Regions from separate parts of the Sus scrofa genome. Here region 1 is linked to region 2. The links are chromatin contacts, called in public promoter capture Hi-C maps. All regions are on one chromosome and are shown on one strand. The core of a region is the stretch at or near the end of the contact, and the rest is flanking DNA. Distances in the headings are between cores, read along the strand shown.

What was found. Promoter capture Hi-C pulls out the DNA fragments that hold promoters and counts their contacts.
Region 1: a promoter capture Hi-C map of liver shows a contact between it and region 2, with 4 times the contacts expected there. The contact joins the enhancer-like site here to the promoter of ZDHHC20 in region 2. A contact is called at or near these places in 3 of 5 promoter capture datasets (fetal liver and liver), 11 of 47 Hi-C or Micro-C datasets (alveolar macrophages, epiblast stem cells, fetal liver and 7 more) and 2 of 2 datasets of contacts at active chromatin or transcription factors (alveolar macrophages and skeletal muscle).

The regions. Positions count from the first base shown.
Region 1 is chr11:1,292,701-1,296,409 of Sscrofa11.1, reverse strand. SAP18 (histone deacetylase complex subunit SAP18) reads right to left here. Exons shown (of 4, transcript XM_021065443.1): 1 at 1,809-3,709; 2 at 1,602-1,711. The coding sequence starts at 1,937. Among named protein-coding and RNA genes, the nearest start is that of SAP18, 4.4 kb to the right of the region's middle. Within about 2 kb of position 1,944, at least 57 of the 83 cell types and tissues checked have an H3K27ac peak or open chromatin away from gene starts, as enhancers often do. A contact at or near this core is called in alveolar macrophages, fetal liver, liver and 4 more, where this site is marked.
Region 2 is chr11:1,403,913-1,407,688 of Sscrofa11.1, reverse strand. ZDHHC20 (probable palmitoyltransferase ZDHHC20) reads left to right here and starts at 1,830. Exons shown (of 12, transcript XM_021065450.1): 1 at 1,830-2,078. The coding sequence starts at 1,961.

The sequences.
Region 1 (3,709 bases), core at 695-3,194, 110 kb after region 2:
TAGACTCATACCACTACATAAATTTAACAGACACCCCAAAAAGACAAATAAGGTTCCAATCTTTAAAGAACTGAGTTCTAGTATTCTGGGCTTAGTTTAAAATCACACACCTTTTTAGGAACGTAATGAAACACTGTGTGAAAAAGAGTTTAGTGATTCCTCAAAAAGGTACAGACTGAAGGACCAGATGACCCAGCAACTCCACTCCTGAGCATAAACCCAAAAGAACCGAAAGCAGGGGCTCAATACCATGTGCACACACTCATGCTCTCGAGAGCTCTATCTGCAAGAGCTGAAATGAGGAAACAGCCCCCAAGTGCTCATCAACAGACAAATGGACAAAATGTAGCATATCCTTCCAGTGAAACAGTATTCAGCCACAAAAAAAGAATGAAGTTCTATTACATGCTCTACGGTGGGTAATCCATGAAAACATAAGGGAAATAAAATAAGCCAGACATAAAAGGTCAAATGTGACATGAGAGCACTTACATGAAATGCCTAGAATAGGCAAATACCTACAGACATAAAAGAGCATCTACCAGGGAGTTCCCGTTGTGGCGCAGCGGAAATGAATCCGACTAGGAACCATGAGGTTGCAGGTTTGATCTCTGGTCTTGCTCAGTGAGTTAGGAATTCCGTGTTGTCTGATCTTGTGAGCTAAGGTGTAGGTCGCAGACGCGGCTCGGATCTGGCAATGCTGTGGCTCTGGCTAGCTCTGATTGGACCCCTAGCCTGGGAACCTCCATATGCCACGGGTGCGGCCCTAAAAAAGAGACAAAAGACAAAAAAAAAGCATCTACGAGAAACTGGGGGAAGGCTTACTGGGTACAGAATTTTTGTGGAGGAATTTTAACGTTCTGGAAATAGACAATGATAACGGCTGCAAAATATGAACATATTTAATGACACCAAAGTGTACATTTAAAACGGCAAATGCCAAATATGTTTTACAACAGACATATTTTGAGAAATTACACATCTTTTACTGCCACTAAAAAGCCACTCTACTGCGAAACCAAGGAACGGAATGAGGCTGCTTGTATGTGACGGTCCTAATCAGACGTGGGGTAGGGAAGGCACGGCTAAGAGAGGCCTTCAGGAGCCGGTAAACACATCAAAAGCTTCTCCATTAAGCACATCAGAAACCACCAGCTTTTGTGTTTTTGTTTTTTCTGATGCTAAGGCTTAATACCGCGTGGAAATGCTCTCAGAGGACGACAAACATCACCCAGCAGCACCACTCCCCCGCGCCGCGCCACTCCAGCACCAAGTTCGCGACTGAGACCCCCCGGGGCGGCTACCGCAATTTAACGGCCTCCGTGTCATTTCCGTGCCCAGCAACCCCAACAGGGACGGCAAGCTCAGGCCAATCCTTCACACTCCGAAGTTTCAACACTAAACACGAAACAGCCACAAGACGGGCAAACACCCTTCCTTCCCAACTCTGCGCCTGCTGCTCAGAGGCCGCGAGCTGGGAGGGGCCGAAGCCGGGAGGACAGGCCCCCGGCGCCCGGGGGACACCCGCGCGCGGCCTCCCGGCCTTCGCCCCCGGCCCGAGTCCCCGCGACCCCCGGGCGCGCCCCCGAGCCCCGCCTCACCAAGTGTAGATCTGCAGCTCGCTGGACGGCACGTTTCCGCGGGAGAACTCGTCCATGCGGTGGTGGCGGCCGTTGTTGGTGGTGAAGACGCGCAGCAGCAGCGGGCAGGTCTGGGGGCGGCGGGCGGGAGTCAGGAGGCGGCCCCTTCCCCCCCCGCCCCGCCGCCTGGGCACGCCCCGAGGCCCCTCCACCTCTCCCGACGCTCACCTTCTCCCGGTCGATGGGCTTCTCCGGCTCCTTCTTAATTTCCTCCTGGGTGACGCGCGATTCTACCGCCATCTTCCTCCTGCGGCCGGCGAGACGCTCGCTCTGACCTCCGACCCCCGCAGCGAGCATGAGAACCGAACCTCTCGCGAGGAGACGCTCGCGAGTTTATAGACGACACGGAGAGGCGGGGGGAGGGGTGCGCTCGCGCAGGCCCTCAGCGCAGGCGCACTACGCCGCTCGTAGCGGGAGCCCCCACCTCCCCCCTCCAATCCCCGGGCGCGCCTGCGCACTGCGTGCCGGGAGAGGACGGCGTCGCGGGCGGGGCCCGAAGGCAGGGTGAGGGATGCGGACGCCCAGTGTGGGAAGGTAGGAGTGGCGGGCGCTCGGGATGACGGCGGGCTGCCTTCAGGACCGGGCAGGAATGCACGGAACGACGCGCGCTAACCGGAGAAGGATGATAAATTTGATTAGGTTAAAATAAAAAAGGTGCCGGAAGAGAGAAGCGGGCCGCGGCCGGAGGGCGTGACCCCAGGCGCTGGGAAAGCCGGGGTCCCGGGGGTTCCGGGCATCCCGGGAAGAGGCCAGATGGCCTGCAGGTGCTGTAAAGGAAATCCACGTGTAGGGGGCTCGCGCTTGTCGCGCTGCCCTGGGGACGCGGTGGTACCGCGGCGACTGGCTTTAAGCGGCTGCTTTTCGCGAAACGTGCAGAGCGCAGCGCGGGATTCGGCGGGCGGGCGGCACCCCGGTCCCTGGCTGCTGGGGGCTGTTTGGTGGAAGGACGGGCCGTGTGCCCTACATCCACGTTCCGCCCCGTGGGCCACACCCTGGAGAGAACCTCGCTGAGCTGTACCCAGGGACGTCACGGAGACGCGAGAACAGGTGTCCTAGGGTTGATGCTCGACGCCTTGCGTAGACGATGCAGGGGATGCTACGCGTTGCCTGGTGAACAAACTGTAACTTCGAGAAACCCAAGGGCACAACGTAATGCTGAGTGCAGGAAGCCGGAAACAAGGGACATTTGCTATGCGAATACATCTTTATAGGATGCAAAAACAGGCAGCGCTAAACTCTTGTTCCGGAGGCATTCCCAGGTGATATAACTATAAGGAGAAAAGCAATGAAGTAATTACCACAAAGGGCAGAATGGTAGTTACTTGTGAGAAAAGGGGACTGTAACCAGGGAGGGGCAAAGCGGGTGCTTCTAGAGTGTTGGCAACGTCTGTTTGGGGACCTAGGTGATAGTTACATGATTGTTTGATTCTAAATTATTATTTGAACAGTGCATTGATATTTTACATACACTTCTCTATGAATATTTCTTTCTGTTTTAAAGAAATATATATTACCTTAAAAAAAAAAAGAGGAGTTGGTGGTTAGCAGGTTGAAGATCCAGCTTTGTCACTGCAGTGGTTCAGGTCGCTGCTGTGGCTTGGGTTTGCTCTCTGGCCTGGGAAATGTGGCATGCTGCAGGCTCAGCCAAAAAAAAGAAATGGAGGAGTTCCTGTCATGGCTCAGTGGAAAACGAATCCGACCGGCATCCATGCGGACGAAGGTTTGATCCCTGGCCTCGCTCAGCGGGTTGAGGATCCAGTGTTGCCGTGAGCTGTGGTGTGGGTCACAGGCAGGGCTCAAGCATCCGGGAGCTGGCATTGCTGTGACTGTGGCGTAGGCGGGCAGCCACAGCTCTAATTCAACCCCTAGCCTGGGAACCTCCATGTGCCTCAGGTGCAGCCCTAAAAAGACCAAAAAAAAAAAGAATGCCTAGGAATCAGTAAGGAAAAGAGAATTCAGTAGGATCCAACAGGACATCAAAGGGTGTGACAGGCATTTCCTAGGAGAGAAAAAACACAAATTACATGTAAACGTGTAATAATCATGAGTAACCATCATGCACATTTAAG
Region 2 (3,776 bases), core at 581-3,080:
AGCCACAGCCACGCAGGCTCTGAGCCACTCCTGTGACCTACACCACAGCTCACGGTAATGCCAGATCCTTAACCCCCTGAGCAAGGCCAGGGATTGAACCTGTGTCCTCATGGATGCTAGGCAGATTCGTTAACCACTGAGTCACGACAGGAACTCTGAAGTGGTTCTTTTTTTAAAAAAAAATCCACCTGTTCTTTTCCCCATTTTTGTCTATTTTTTTGTTTCAAAATTTTTGTTCCTTTTAGATGGAAATTATTTTCTTCATTTACCTCTTTGTGTATGCCATATACTGTTCTTAATTTTGGGGTTTTTTTGGGGGGGGAGGCTGGAACAGCAGCATATGGAGGTTCCCAGGCTAGGGGTTGAATCGGAGATACAGCTGCCGGCCTACACCACAGCCACAGCAAGGTGAGATCCAAGCCGTGTCTGTGACCTACACCACAGCTCAGGGCAACACCTGGATCCTTAACCCACTGATCAAGGCCAGGGATCCAACCCGCAACCTCATGGTTCCTAGTAGGATTCTTTTCCACTGAGCCACAATGGGAACTCCTGCCATATATTGTTTTTACGTTTTTGTGAGATTGCTTCATAAAATTAATTTCAGTGAATTCAAGTCCTTATTGTTTTTATTGGCATCCTTTCTCAGTATTAGATTCCACTGTGTTTTGGAATTGTGGTTTAATTCTAAATTTGTGAGTTTGTGGGTTTTTTCCTTCTTCGTTCTTTCCATATTCACAGCTACATGACTTCCGGAAATGGAAACCTCGCCTGAAGTCTTCCCACCTACCTCTAGTGGCCTTTTTTCTCCCCTGGCTCTCAGCTGACAACCAGAACTTTTAAAAGGGCATTTTGAAGTTCCTGGCTGGCAGTAAAAATGGGGATTATGCAGCTCGAGGCCTCAGGCTGCCAGCATTGCTCCAGTACCAGGGTGGAGACCTGCCCCATGGTCTCCAGTCTCTGTTAAAAGCCACCATCCTGAAGGAAGAAAGGTTCTCATACTGCAGTGGGGAAGCATTTGGGCTTACTCATGATTTGGCCAGTTAACACATGATTTGGCACTGGAGCAGCCTGTTTTATGGCCTGTCATACATGTTGTCCACTGTGGTTTGCATGCTTTAACATGAAAGCATTATCCAGAGGCGGAGAATGTCCACTCCGCAGGTAGGGTAAATGCCTCCCCTTCCTGGGACACCAACACCAACACTTCAGCCGAGATAAGGCCCGTTCCAGATGCGGTCACGGACGCAATGTGTGCAGGCAATCTGTCGCTTCTGGAATCCGGAAAGGATACTTGTAGGTTCCTCCATGATTCCAGGCATTATTTATAAATGATTTTCTAGTTTAAACGAATTCTGGAAATTTCAGCCGTCTTGGGGGGGGTGGTTAGGGAGAGGGTTGTTGCCCCATCGCAATTCAATCCCAAATGTGGGTTTCACATCACATTGGCTAAAGGCTTCCATCTTCGAAAACGGAGGGGTTCCGCCCGAATCGCGAGCAAACGATTTCAAAGCGCGGGAGTCCTAATCGGAGAGGTACGTGCAAATCCCAGGGTTTGCAGCCCGCGCGGCTCGCGGGTCCCCGCCGGGAGCCTCCAAGCCTGAACCTCTGTTCACCCGGGCCTCGCCGGACCCCGCGGGCCGCCAGGAGGCGGTGCGCACCACGCCTGCGCGCCCCCTCCGCCCACTTCCGCCGTCCTCTGCCCCGCCTCTTCCGCTGCGGACTCCCGCCCGCGCGGCCCCGCCTCCAGGCCGCGGCGCAGACGCACTGCGGGACTGGGGCGGGGCCGGGCGCGACGCGGCGAGGGGAGGGGTCGCGGCGGGGACGGGGGCGGGGCGCCGAGCAGGGCGCCGAGCCTCCGGGAGCGTCCAAGTCGCCGCCGCCACAGCCGCCGCCGCCGCCGGGGGCTTGGCGCGCCCCGCCACCCCGGGCCGCTGGGTGCCGCGGCCGCCGGCGGAACATGGCGCCCTGTACGCTGTGGCGCTGCTGCCAGCGCAGCGTGGGCTGGGTGCCGGTGCTCTTCATCACCTTCGTGGTCGTGTGGTCCTACTACGCGTACGTGGTGGAGCTCTGCGTGTGTGAGTACCCGGCGGGGCCCCGGAGTCGCCCCGGGCGTCGGCCCCGCAGGCGCGCGCGGTGGGCAGGGCGCTCTCAGCGTCCGCCGGGCCGTGTCCGCCCGAGCCGGGCGCAGCCGCTTGCGACCCGTTTGTTCCGGGAGGCGGCGGGCCTGAGCGGCGGCAGCCGCGGCTCCTCCGCGCCTCCTTCCTGGAAGCCCATCGGGTCCCGGGACCCCGCGGGGACCAGTGTGGGCGACACCGAGGGCAGTTCTCTGGAGGGAGGGGACGCTTGGGGAGACGCGCGCCGTCGGGGCGGAGGACGCGCCTACGCGGAAGCGCCGCGCGGGGACCCCCGTCCCGGGCCCGCGTTGGCGCAGCCCCCGGCGGGCGCTCCACGTGGAAGGGAATGCTCTGCTCAGGTTTGAGGGGACGTTTTCAGACGAAAAATTTTAAGAACATTGTTTCGAACCTATGGAACATTTAATTTCGAAGAAAGCTGTCCCTGCCAGAAGAAGTTAGTTGCGGAACACGTTTTCAAGTCAAGATGGGGCGGTAGTCTGTTGAAGATTGTTTACTTTCCTCCGTTTTGATACCAAAACATGTGTCAGGAATGTTTGAATCAGTTGAAGCTGGCTAGACTTAGGTGTTTCTTAGTTTCTTACAGCTGCTTCCAGAGATGCTCAGAGGAAGGTCCTCAGCTTGTGATGATACTTATTTACTCTGAAGTGAGAGCATTTATTCCCAGTTGTGCCAGTCCTATTTAATTCTGTCCGGTTATTGTACCCTCCCTCTCCCAAGTCCTTAATGGTTTCGAAGCAAAGCCTCTGCAGGAACACTGCAGGGTGCACGTAGGTTGAAGTCGCACGTTTAACCTATAGATGGTCGTCAGAAGTATCAAAAGGAGACATCGAATCGGATGGGAAAGGAACGTGAATGCGCTGGTGGGGATGGAGGGAGCATCTGTCTTTCTCACGTCTCTGAGCAGATGTAGGAAATGAGTGTGACTAGGTCACACGGTTGTTGAGTGGCTACGGAACGTGACTCACGTCTTTCCACCCTGCGTTTACCTGTTACTGAGGCAGGAGGGTCGGCGCAACTCATTGTTTGGTCCTTAGTGGGGGGGGCGTGGCTAAGCTCTTGGGAGGTTAGTTAGGCTTCAGGCCCAGCCTTTAGAGATCACACCCCAGGATTTCATTAAGTCAAAACAGTCTGCAGCAGTTAAGGCCCAGTGCTTGTCAGAATTTTAAAAACACAGTGGTGAAGGATCGTACACGGAGCCTTCATCTACTGTTTGTAAATTCTCAGACTCAGGTCAAATTGGAAGGTCTGCAGTGTCACTGGACTGTATATTGGGGCATAAAAGCTCATTCACTCGTATTAAAACTATTCTTTAAACTACGTGTAATTTGTGTTTTCATAAGCACAGACCTTCCTACTGAGATATATCAATGTATATAACTTTATAGGGGCTTTAAATGAGTGAGGTGTGAATTTTTACTTAAAGTGCTGCTTCAATCGTTTTTATAGAATTTTCTTAGTTTCTTGTGTTTATCAAACTAGATCACTGTTTGTATAAAGTAACTATTTATGCAAGGTAATATTCTCCTGAAAGGTAACAGACGAAGGCTCCTACATATCTCACACTGCAAAAATTCATGGCCCACCATAGAACATTTGAAAAAATAAATTGTTTATGAGAGGCCCTTTATCCATCCCAGC